Linked DNA regions of Mus musculus: region 2 is linked to region 1. A link is a contact called in public HiChIP or PLAC-seq data. All regions are on one chromosome and are shown on one strand. Each heading gives the region's core, a stretch centred on a gene start, on an enhancer-like site or on the middle of the called end of the contact. The rest is flanking DNA. Distances are from core to core; before and after follow the strand shown. Region 1 has its middle 120 kb from the start of Gm22789. Region 2 has its middle 310 kb from the start of Gm22789.

Evidence for each region. HiChIP or PLAC-seq counts read pairs in DNA pulled down with a chosen protein or histone mark.
Region 2: a contact with region 1 is called in an H3K27ac HiChIP or PLAC-seq map of embryonic stem cells, with 4 times the contacts expected there. The contact joins two enhancer-like sites. A contact is called at or near these places in 5 of 484 Hi-C or Micro-C datasets (all in embryonic stem cells), 9 of 115 datasets of contacts at active chromatin or transcription factors (embryonic stem cells and epiblast stem cells) and 1 of 9 other capture datasets (embryonic stem cells).

Annotation. Positions count from the first base shown.
Region 1 is chr11:12,809,328-12,813,672 of GRCm38.p6, forward strand. No RefSeq gene overlaps it. Among named protein-coding and RNA genes, the nearest start is that of Gm22789, 120 kb to the left of the region's middle. Within about 2 kb of position 2,059, at least 54 of the 459 cell types and tissues checked have an H3K27ac peak or open chromatin away from gene starts, as enhancers often do. A contact at or near this core is called in embryonic stem cells and epiblast stem cells, where this site is marked.
Region 2 is chr11:13,003,289-13,007,805 of GRCm38.p6, forward strand. No RefSeq gene overlaps it. Among named protein-coding and RNA genes, the nearest start is that of Gm22789, 310 kb to the left of the region's middle. Within about 2 kb of position 2,148, at least 14 of the 459 cell types and tissues checked have an H3K27ac peak or open chromatin away from gene starts, as enhancers often do. A contact at or near this core is called in embryonic stem cells and epiblast stem cells, where this site is marked.

The DNA of each region.
Region 1 (4,345 bases), core at 809-3,308:
GAAAGATTTGCTGTTAAAATAATGACAATGGGACCAGAGGGTAGGTAAGGGAGCTGAGTTTCTTCATTTGCACATTACTAATGACGTTTGTGAGTGGTTGGGGCTGAAGGACAGATGTGGAATTTAAAGTCCACTGCTTCTTTTCATGACTATTTTTAATTTTGTACCATGTGACACAAATGCAAAAGGAAATTGAGAACATTTTAACTTTGTAGTAACTTGGTACTTAACTGGTGTTGAAAAGTAGCAGGTAGGGAAGGCCTAGGACTGGGAGGAATTGATCCTTAAAGTGTAGCTTGGGTTGCAAGGAAACAAAGTAATATCTCTACTGTCTCTCTGAGGTTGTGTGTATAATTGAGGGGCAATCATGACAAGAATTGGCTTGTAAAATTTGAGCACTGTTTTAAAATAGTGGATCTGGAATAGTCAGCAGATTTTATTGAGCCTGATTTGCACATAATCTGGAAGCTAGATATTTTCCCCAGAAATCTTTTAAGAGTGCTCATTGCATCTATTTTCATAGGATAGTAGTGATTGGAGGAAGTGACATAGATTTGGAATACCTCAGAAAAGGAAGTTGAATGTAAGATTCAGCATGAATTAAGCACAGTATAGAATCAGCTAATAGACACCGAGAGTGGATTGTTTCTGAAAAATCACTGAAATAGAACCATGGATTTTTTTCTTTACAGAATAGTTATTATTTTTCATTTGTTCTCTCTAGCTGAGAAAACTACATTTCTACATTCTTTCCACTGGATACTACCAAAATCCACTTAGCAGTTGTAATTGAAATTGATCACTCAGATGGCACAGTATACAAATGCTGCTTTTCTAAAGTGGCTAAGGAAACACTTTGGGGTCATATGTTCTTCCAAAAACTTTCCTTTTGCTTCTTAAGACAAAGACCTGATGCGCCTGAGTGGGCTTGAGACCCAGAAGTGTCCTCCAAAATTGGGTCGAGGGAGGGCCTAGGTTTCACCTGGTTTGTATTCTTGTTCTCTCCGTCTCTGTCTCCATTTTGTGTCAGTCTCTTCTCCTCCACTCTGCATGTGTGTTTGCACACGTGGCCATGCACATGTGGTATCTTCTTCTTTTGTATGTTTTTTTCTGTATGTCTGGCCCTCTTTGGATATTCAGTCTGTCAAGCTGACAACCCCATTGTGATTTATTTGAAGAGCCTCAGGCCACAGGAGAGATCATAGATAGATGTTCCTAGCAACAGCTTTGGCTGACTTAATTAGAAATAACCATAATAACCACTGGGATATGATTGAGGAGAAGGTCCATCTCACCCTTCAGCCATTCCAAGATCATCAAATGTATCAGGGATTCGCTGTCACTTCAGTAAATCTCAGAATGCTGACTCATAGACAAAACCAATGTTGTTGATTTGACTGGACCACAGAAAACTGGCTGCACTGTGTGGGACAGGGGCTGAAGAGGGAATAGAGCACTGTAGTAGGGTCTAGGGAAGTACTGTTAAACTGCCCCTTTTACTTCTGGAGGACTAGGGAAACCACAAACCCTTGTTATGCACGGGGGCTGGGGGTAGCTGCGCTGATGTATGGTGAGCTTCTCTGGGTTTAAGGCAGCTAAGTGGCTTCATCCATCATATAAAGTATTCTGTGCCTATACTTTATAGAAGGCTCAATTGCCGCACTTTCAAGCACTGCAGAAGAATATAAAGCCATAGATAATTTTAATTGTCTTTGTTTACTTGCAGTAAGTCAGGCTATCGAGTATGGTTCCCTAGCCCTTAATCATTTTTAAGCACTTACATAACATGCATGTGAGGACCCTTTCCAGACAGGCTCGAGGTTCCTCGTCTTCTCCCTCAGGCTTCCCCCTTCCCTGTCCTACGCAGTGACTTGTATTTTGCACACACGTTTTTCACTTTTCATGGTAGTTCAGAATCTTAAGAGCAGGAGTTCATTCCTGGCCACTCTCCAGGACACTATACTCCTGGGTTGATGATTCTCACAGAAGACGCAGACATGAAAGCAACAAGGCTTTCTTGGTCACCTGGGTGCCTGTCTTTAGGGAGTTTGGCCTGTAGGTGGCAGTACGGTCTTGTTTTGCTCCCTGCTGGTAACTCCTGCTTTAACTCAAAAAGGGATCCAATAGATTTTCCCTCCCTGAAATCTTTATGGTTTTCCCACCTTCCCAGAGTCAGGGCTGATTCTTATCTCTCAGTATTAGAGCTCTGCCAGACACTACAGGAGTTCTGGGTGTGGGAGAAAGCAGGCACAGCCTGGCAGAGAAGAGAATTGTGAAGTGGAATCTGATGTGGAATGAGAGAGAAGCGCGTGGGTTGGGAAAGTGCTGTTACTTTCCCAGTCTGTGCTTCATCAAGGAGCTGAAACAAAAGCCAGGGTGGAGTTAGTGAACCCGAGCTCACTCTGAGCTGCCTAGCTCTGTTCTAGCTGAGTCAGTAGTGGCCACAGTAGATCCAACTTTAACAATTACATCAAGGATCCCAACAAAGGAACCAGACTGGGAGGAGACAGTCCAGCCACCATGTCAGCCTCCTCCTCTCTTGGGGAGTGTCTCTTTGTTCTGGGATGGGGGTGGAGTTTGGGTAGGTGTTCCAAGCAATTGACAGTTCACATCAAGATCTAGCCACACTGTGTACACAAACTCTGCTCCTGGAAGTACTTCTTTTCTGGGCAATAACTTTCCCATAAGAACTTTGAAAATCAAACATCATCTTGACCTAGTGAGAGCTAAACTTACCTTGACTTTAAAGGCATAGTATTTTTCTTGAAATTGGGCAGGACAAGGAAAAGAACAAAAAAATAACTGAATTGTAACATGAGTAACCTGAAAAAGCTCATGATGTGTGGTTTACTAGAAAGATCCTACTGACCTAGTGGGGGGTCCAGGCATGCAGATGACTCAGGCAACACTTTTCTAACATTTGCATACACACTGTTAGGGTGTGGCCACTACTAGGGAAGGTGTCCTTCCATTTTGCCTTTAGAAAGGTTACCAGAAAGCAAAAAAGAAACAACAGTTGGACAAGAAGAAACCAATTTAAATTCCTTCTTAAGTAAAAGTAAATATTCTAGGAACCTCATGCATACCTATGTTTGCTGAGGACAACCGGGGAGTGGCCATCTCACAGTGGCTGAAAGGCTTTTGTGGTTTTTGTGATCATTGAATTGGCTAGGTTGAGCATATTGGTTATACCCAGCAGCCCTGCTTAGGCATCTTTGAGTCATACTAAGTCCTTGTGGGAGGCTATTACCAAGTGCTAATGCATCTGTCCTGACATCAACTCCCACAGCATGAGCTGACAAATGGCCACATCACCATCTCTTTCCCTCCGTCTCACTAAAGGCTGCTAAGAAGCATGAGACTCGCAGAATGTTGCTTGTTATTTTCTTTGTCTATCTTGGTAGCTAACCATTTATTTTCTTTTCTTAGACCCTTTGGATGTTTCAGAGTGCACACCTCTCTGATGTCCAGAGATATTGTAAGCCACTGATTTTTGCATTGGCACAGTTAGGCTCTGAGTCTGTTAGCTACAGTTGCTAGGCTGAGTCCAGCTTCATGTCACAAAGAACTCTGTGAAAGCTTAAGTAAACACCATTAAGTCCCAAATGGATGATGACAATGAAATAGGCTTTAAGTTGGTAATAATGGGGTGATATATTTATTGTGCTGTATGAGAACTAGGACAAAGAACTGGACACATGTGATGGGTCATGGGCAATTGGTATTATGCAAACACTGCATGGAATAGGAAATGGGCTTTGCCTTCTTCTTAGAGGCATGATGACAGGGCGGTAGAATTTGATGCCGTCTTGTAGAGGCAGGACAGTAGCCTGTGGTATAGTGATCTTGAGTTCTGCTTCTTCCACTTTTCTTCATCCGCTCTTGTGTTTGGAGTACAGAATACCCATGGAAATCAGAGGAAAGTTCTGGGGACCAGAGGCAATGTTGGGGATTTCTAAGCTTGCCAGTGGAGATTCACAGGCCTGTTTTATCTTCCTCAGTGTGGGATGTGTGGAGCTATTTTAAAAACGCATTATGTATTGATAATTTAAAAAGTATTTCAGTTGGGTATAGAAAGAAAGCTTTGTTCTCATTGATAGCCAACTAGGCCATACTCTGCTACCTATGCAGCTAGAGACACCAGTCCCACCATGTGTTTTCTTTGATTAGTGGTTTAGTCCCAGGGAGTTCTGCAGATACTGGTTAATTCATATTGTTGTTCCTCCTATAGGGCTGCAGACTCCATTACATTCTTGGGTACTTTCTCTAGCTCATTTATTAGTGAACCTGTGCTCTGTCTAATGGATGACTGTGAGTATCTACTTGGTCTTGCAAAGATTCTATG
Region 2 (4,517 bases), core at 898-3,397, 190 kb after region 1:
TCTGCATCTACAAGTCTCATTTTGGCACACAAGTTCCTCACCAGTTACTACTGCCATGTTCTTTTGCTTCACAGCAAAGCTTCTTCAGGATCTGAAGACATTTCCTACAGCCCTGTTTTTATACTCTGTATCTTCATAGCTCCCTACATTGAAGCATAGATCACCTTAATGCCTGTAAACCTGCTCTTGAAATGGATTTTAATACTGTGCTACAGAATCAGATGTCACTTCTCTGGTTCTCCTGTTCAAACTCAGCTGCACTTTTACAATTGGCCCACATCTTTCTCTGGAAAACCTGTCATCTCAGTACATGGAGCTTCCACATTTCAACATCTTGCAAGCTGACACTGTAAATATGTGCTGTCCAGTCTTTTCTTTCTTCGTTACTCCTCAGAGTTATTTACTTTCTCTCTTTCTTTTTGTTTTTCCTTTTACTTTAATTTATGTAATTTCATCCCAAATACTGTTCCCCTCCTAGTTCCCTCTCAGAGCGTTCCTCCCTCATTTCCCATTCCCTTGCCTCTGAGACAGTACACACTGCATCTCCCCACCCTGATCCAATGAATCACTGCAAGATTAGGTGCATCCTCTCCCACTGAGATGGGGCAAGGCAGCCATCTCTATGCTCTTTGGTTGATAGGTAGCTCAGCCTCTGGGAGTTCCCAGGGAAGTAGGTTAGTTGACATTTGGTTCTCCTGTGTGATTGCCATCACCTTCAGAGCCTTCAATCCTTCCCCTAACTCTTCCATAGGGGTCCCTGACCTCTGTCCAAAGATTGATTGTTTGCATCTGACTCAGTCAGTTACTGTGTAGAGTCTCTCAGAGGACAGCTATGCTAGGCTCCTGTCTGCAATCCCAACATGCTATCACTAATAATATTAGGAATTAGTTCTTGCTCATGGTATGGGTCTCAAGTTGGGTCAGTCACCGGTTGGCTATTCCTTCAGTCTTTGCTCCATCTTTTCCCCTGCATTTTATTTAGACAGGAACAATTTGGGGTCAAAAGTTTTGTATCCCCTTTCCTCCACTGGAGGTCCTGTCTAACTACTGGAGGTAGTCTCTTCAGGTTCCATATCTCCACTGTTGGATATTTCAATTAAGGTCACCCCCATTGACTCCTGGGAGCCTCCCCCATCTCAGGTGTCTGGGATGTCCAGAGATCTGCATCACTGATAGCAACATCTTTCCATTCATTCTCCTAGGCCTCTTTGCCTCTCTCCTAACTCCACTCATAACTGATCCTATTGCACTATTCCCCTCCTCCTCTCCTTTCCCACCCAGTTACCTCTTTCCATCTGCCGCCTCCTATGATCATTTTGTTCCCCCTTCTAAGTGGGATTCAAGCATCCTTACTTTGGCCTTCCTTCTTATTTAGCTTCTTTGGCTCTGTAGGGTGTGTCATGGGTATTCTGTATTTTTGGATAATAACCACTTATCAATGAGTACATATCATGCATGTAATTACTCCATGGCTGATTCCCCCCAGCATATATATTGCCAGGAATGGGATGTTTCTCTTTGTTCTTGAGAAAAGCTAGCTTCTCCAGAAAAATACATTATGCATAATTGTTCAATGCTTTGTTGAATGAAGATAGTTATGTTTCTATTTTTATTTTGAACGTATTTTAAATTAAAATAAAACATTACTTTTCTCCCTTACATTTCTGTCTTCCAACCCTTCTCCCATTCCCCAGTTGTTTTTTTTTTTAATTAATGGTCTCTTTCTTTTATTTTTATTAATACATTTTCTCTCTCTTCTCTCTCTCTCTCTCTCTCTCTCTCACACACACACACACACAGACACACACAGACACACAGACACACACACACACACACACACACACACACACACACATGTTGGAAACCGACCTGCAGCTCACAAGAAACGGGATTTCACCTGGGAGGCAACCCGGAGATGAAAAGAGAGGGGAACTAGGCAGACAAGAGAGAAATGGAGCCAAGACAAACTTCCTGATCAAGGATCAAATGTTTAATGGTGAATGCGCTTATAAAGGAGAGGGGAAGCCCATTCCTGCAAACTCATCCTTGGAGCCCAGCTGCATGTGACCACATGCAGGATAGGGTGTAGTGTCAGGAATAGTTCAGCAGCCTCCCAGCAGGTAGCACTATCTTGAAGAGAAACAGTGACAGTGGCTGAACAATAGAGTGATCTAGAAAGGCAGGCTCCACCCTAGGTAATCTCCTTAGTGGCAGCCAAGTCAAGGTCTTCAGGCTTGGGGGAGGTTACAATTTCTTCCCTGTTATTAATATTTAAAAAAAAGCTGGACTGAGGCATAAAACTTATTTAAACTCTACAGTTCTGCCTGATTTCTTTGGGCCTAGTGAAGAAAACACTCTCAGTGGGATTCCCTAACTTTTCTCATGGTAAACCCACCTATTCGCTAGGCCATTGTGTTTGGGTAAGACTGGTTACTGCCTCAAATAAACACTCTGCAGAATAGCCTGAGCTATTCCAGCTTGGTCCTTTGTAATGCTTAATTAGTTACTGAATAGGTAACTTCCTTACTGAATTCCTACTGAATTCTAAGTTTGTCCACTTCAAGGTCTTTCTAGGATGTTGGAACGCTGGCAAAGGCTTAGCTATGTCAGAATTCAATCTTAAAAGGCACTTATAATAAGATGATACTAAAAGAGAGCACATGGATCCATACACCAGACTAACGAGGGGAAAGGGTATGAGTATGAGAACGCCAAAGTTCCAGGAGGTGAGTTTCCGTGAAACTCTGCCTCGTGAGTGCTCCCAGGCCTCTAGGCCTGCCAAGCAAACTTCACTGGAGTGTGCATGGCACTCTCCCCCTTTCTTATATTTCTGCCAAAGTTCCAGAATGTCCCGCCTTGTCGTAGCTACAGATCTCAGGAGTGCTCTAAAGATGAGTGGAAACATGATTTACTAATAAAATAGTGCCATAATAATAGCAAGTAGGAATATATATTAAACTCAATCTAAGGGATTCAATGCACTTAGGTTATTTTTTTAAATCTCTGGCCAATTCATCAATGTTCCAAGTGTCCAAGTGACTATTGCTAATATCTGAAATTTCTGCCTTTCTAGCCTTAATATATGCTATGTCCTGCCCTATTGTTAAGACTACTACTTCTAAGACATTAACCTTTGTCTCCAATTATTTTCATGGCTCTCTGGTGTATTATTAATAAACCTAGGCCTCTTGGCATGCACCTCTGTCTAGATTGATATGATTCTGAGATCTGGGTGCCCATCTTAGACTGTCCGGCCCTCATAGCAAACCTTATTCCCAAATCAGACCAAAAGCCACAATATGTACTTAAAATGCTTCTTCAGTGAAGATTAATAACTGCCACCTGTGCTGTTGGAGGCAAGGATGCACACCTGCTGCAGTCAGGTTGAAGGGCATTGACTGACCTGCTTGAAAAACAAAGTTGAGACAGTGAAAAGCAACAGTACAAAGGCTTCTTTGGGGAAGTCCAGGGACTCCCTTCAATTGCAAAATAGCAAAGATCAAGATTAGACTTAGAGCTCCCAGTGTGGGAGAGGTGGCTTTGAGAATTGCAGAAAGACTGTAACATTCTGGGAGAGGAGGCTGTGCTCCAAATTAACTTTGCTAGGTAATTAAGATTTTAGCTATCTTTCCTAGGATTCTCTAATACTGGAATTATTACTAGACCAGTCCAAGATTGAGTTAGAATAACTGGTCACAATGAGGGAAGGAGAAAAATCACTATAACTCTTTCTTGTGACTAATATTTCTAAGTCAGATTACACGGTCTATAATGTTCTATGTCCCATAAGGTTTAAAACCTTGAAGCAAGGCAGCTTAGCTTGTCCAAACTGGGAAAATAGCAAACAAGGGTGGGTCAAAAACATATACCCAATTCAGCTTTCTTGTCACTACAGTCAGGGCAATCAGCGAACTCACCTGTTAGCTTGTCACACAAATTAGCTGTCATGCAGCATTCTGTGAAGAGAACCTATGCTTTTCCCTTTCCCAATAAGGTAGCTAGCTGTTCAGGACCAAGCCTTATGCCAATAAGTAGATCCTTTTCATCTCACCTAGACATGAGTATGTCTAGTTTTTAAGATACTATAAGGCATTTATTAAGTTCTTTGGCATCCAAATTTCAAAATTCTTAAAATAAAAGTATGGTTAAAATAATGTGCTTGATTATTCAACATTTTAAAACACCATCTACAGCACACAATTTAATTATCTGTGTTGAAGCAGGGGGAAGCTCAAAAGAATAAGCCTGTGATCCAATTCATATATAGTTTTCTCCCATAAAAGGGCTGTTTTTAAACACAGTAATTGGTATGCATGCAGGCATGAATTTATAGAAGAGACAGAAGCATGCATAAGAACAATTTTTAACTTATCTTTGGAATAATGATTGTCAATTTTATTTAAAATGATGCTATGCAATAGATCGAATATTAATATTCTGTAATAACCAATTTAATTGCTCTTTTGAACAACGAACAGACACTTTGTCAGGTTCTTAAGACACAACTTTTTGTTATA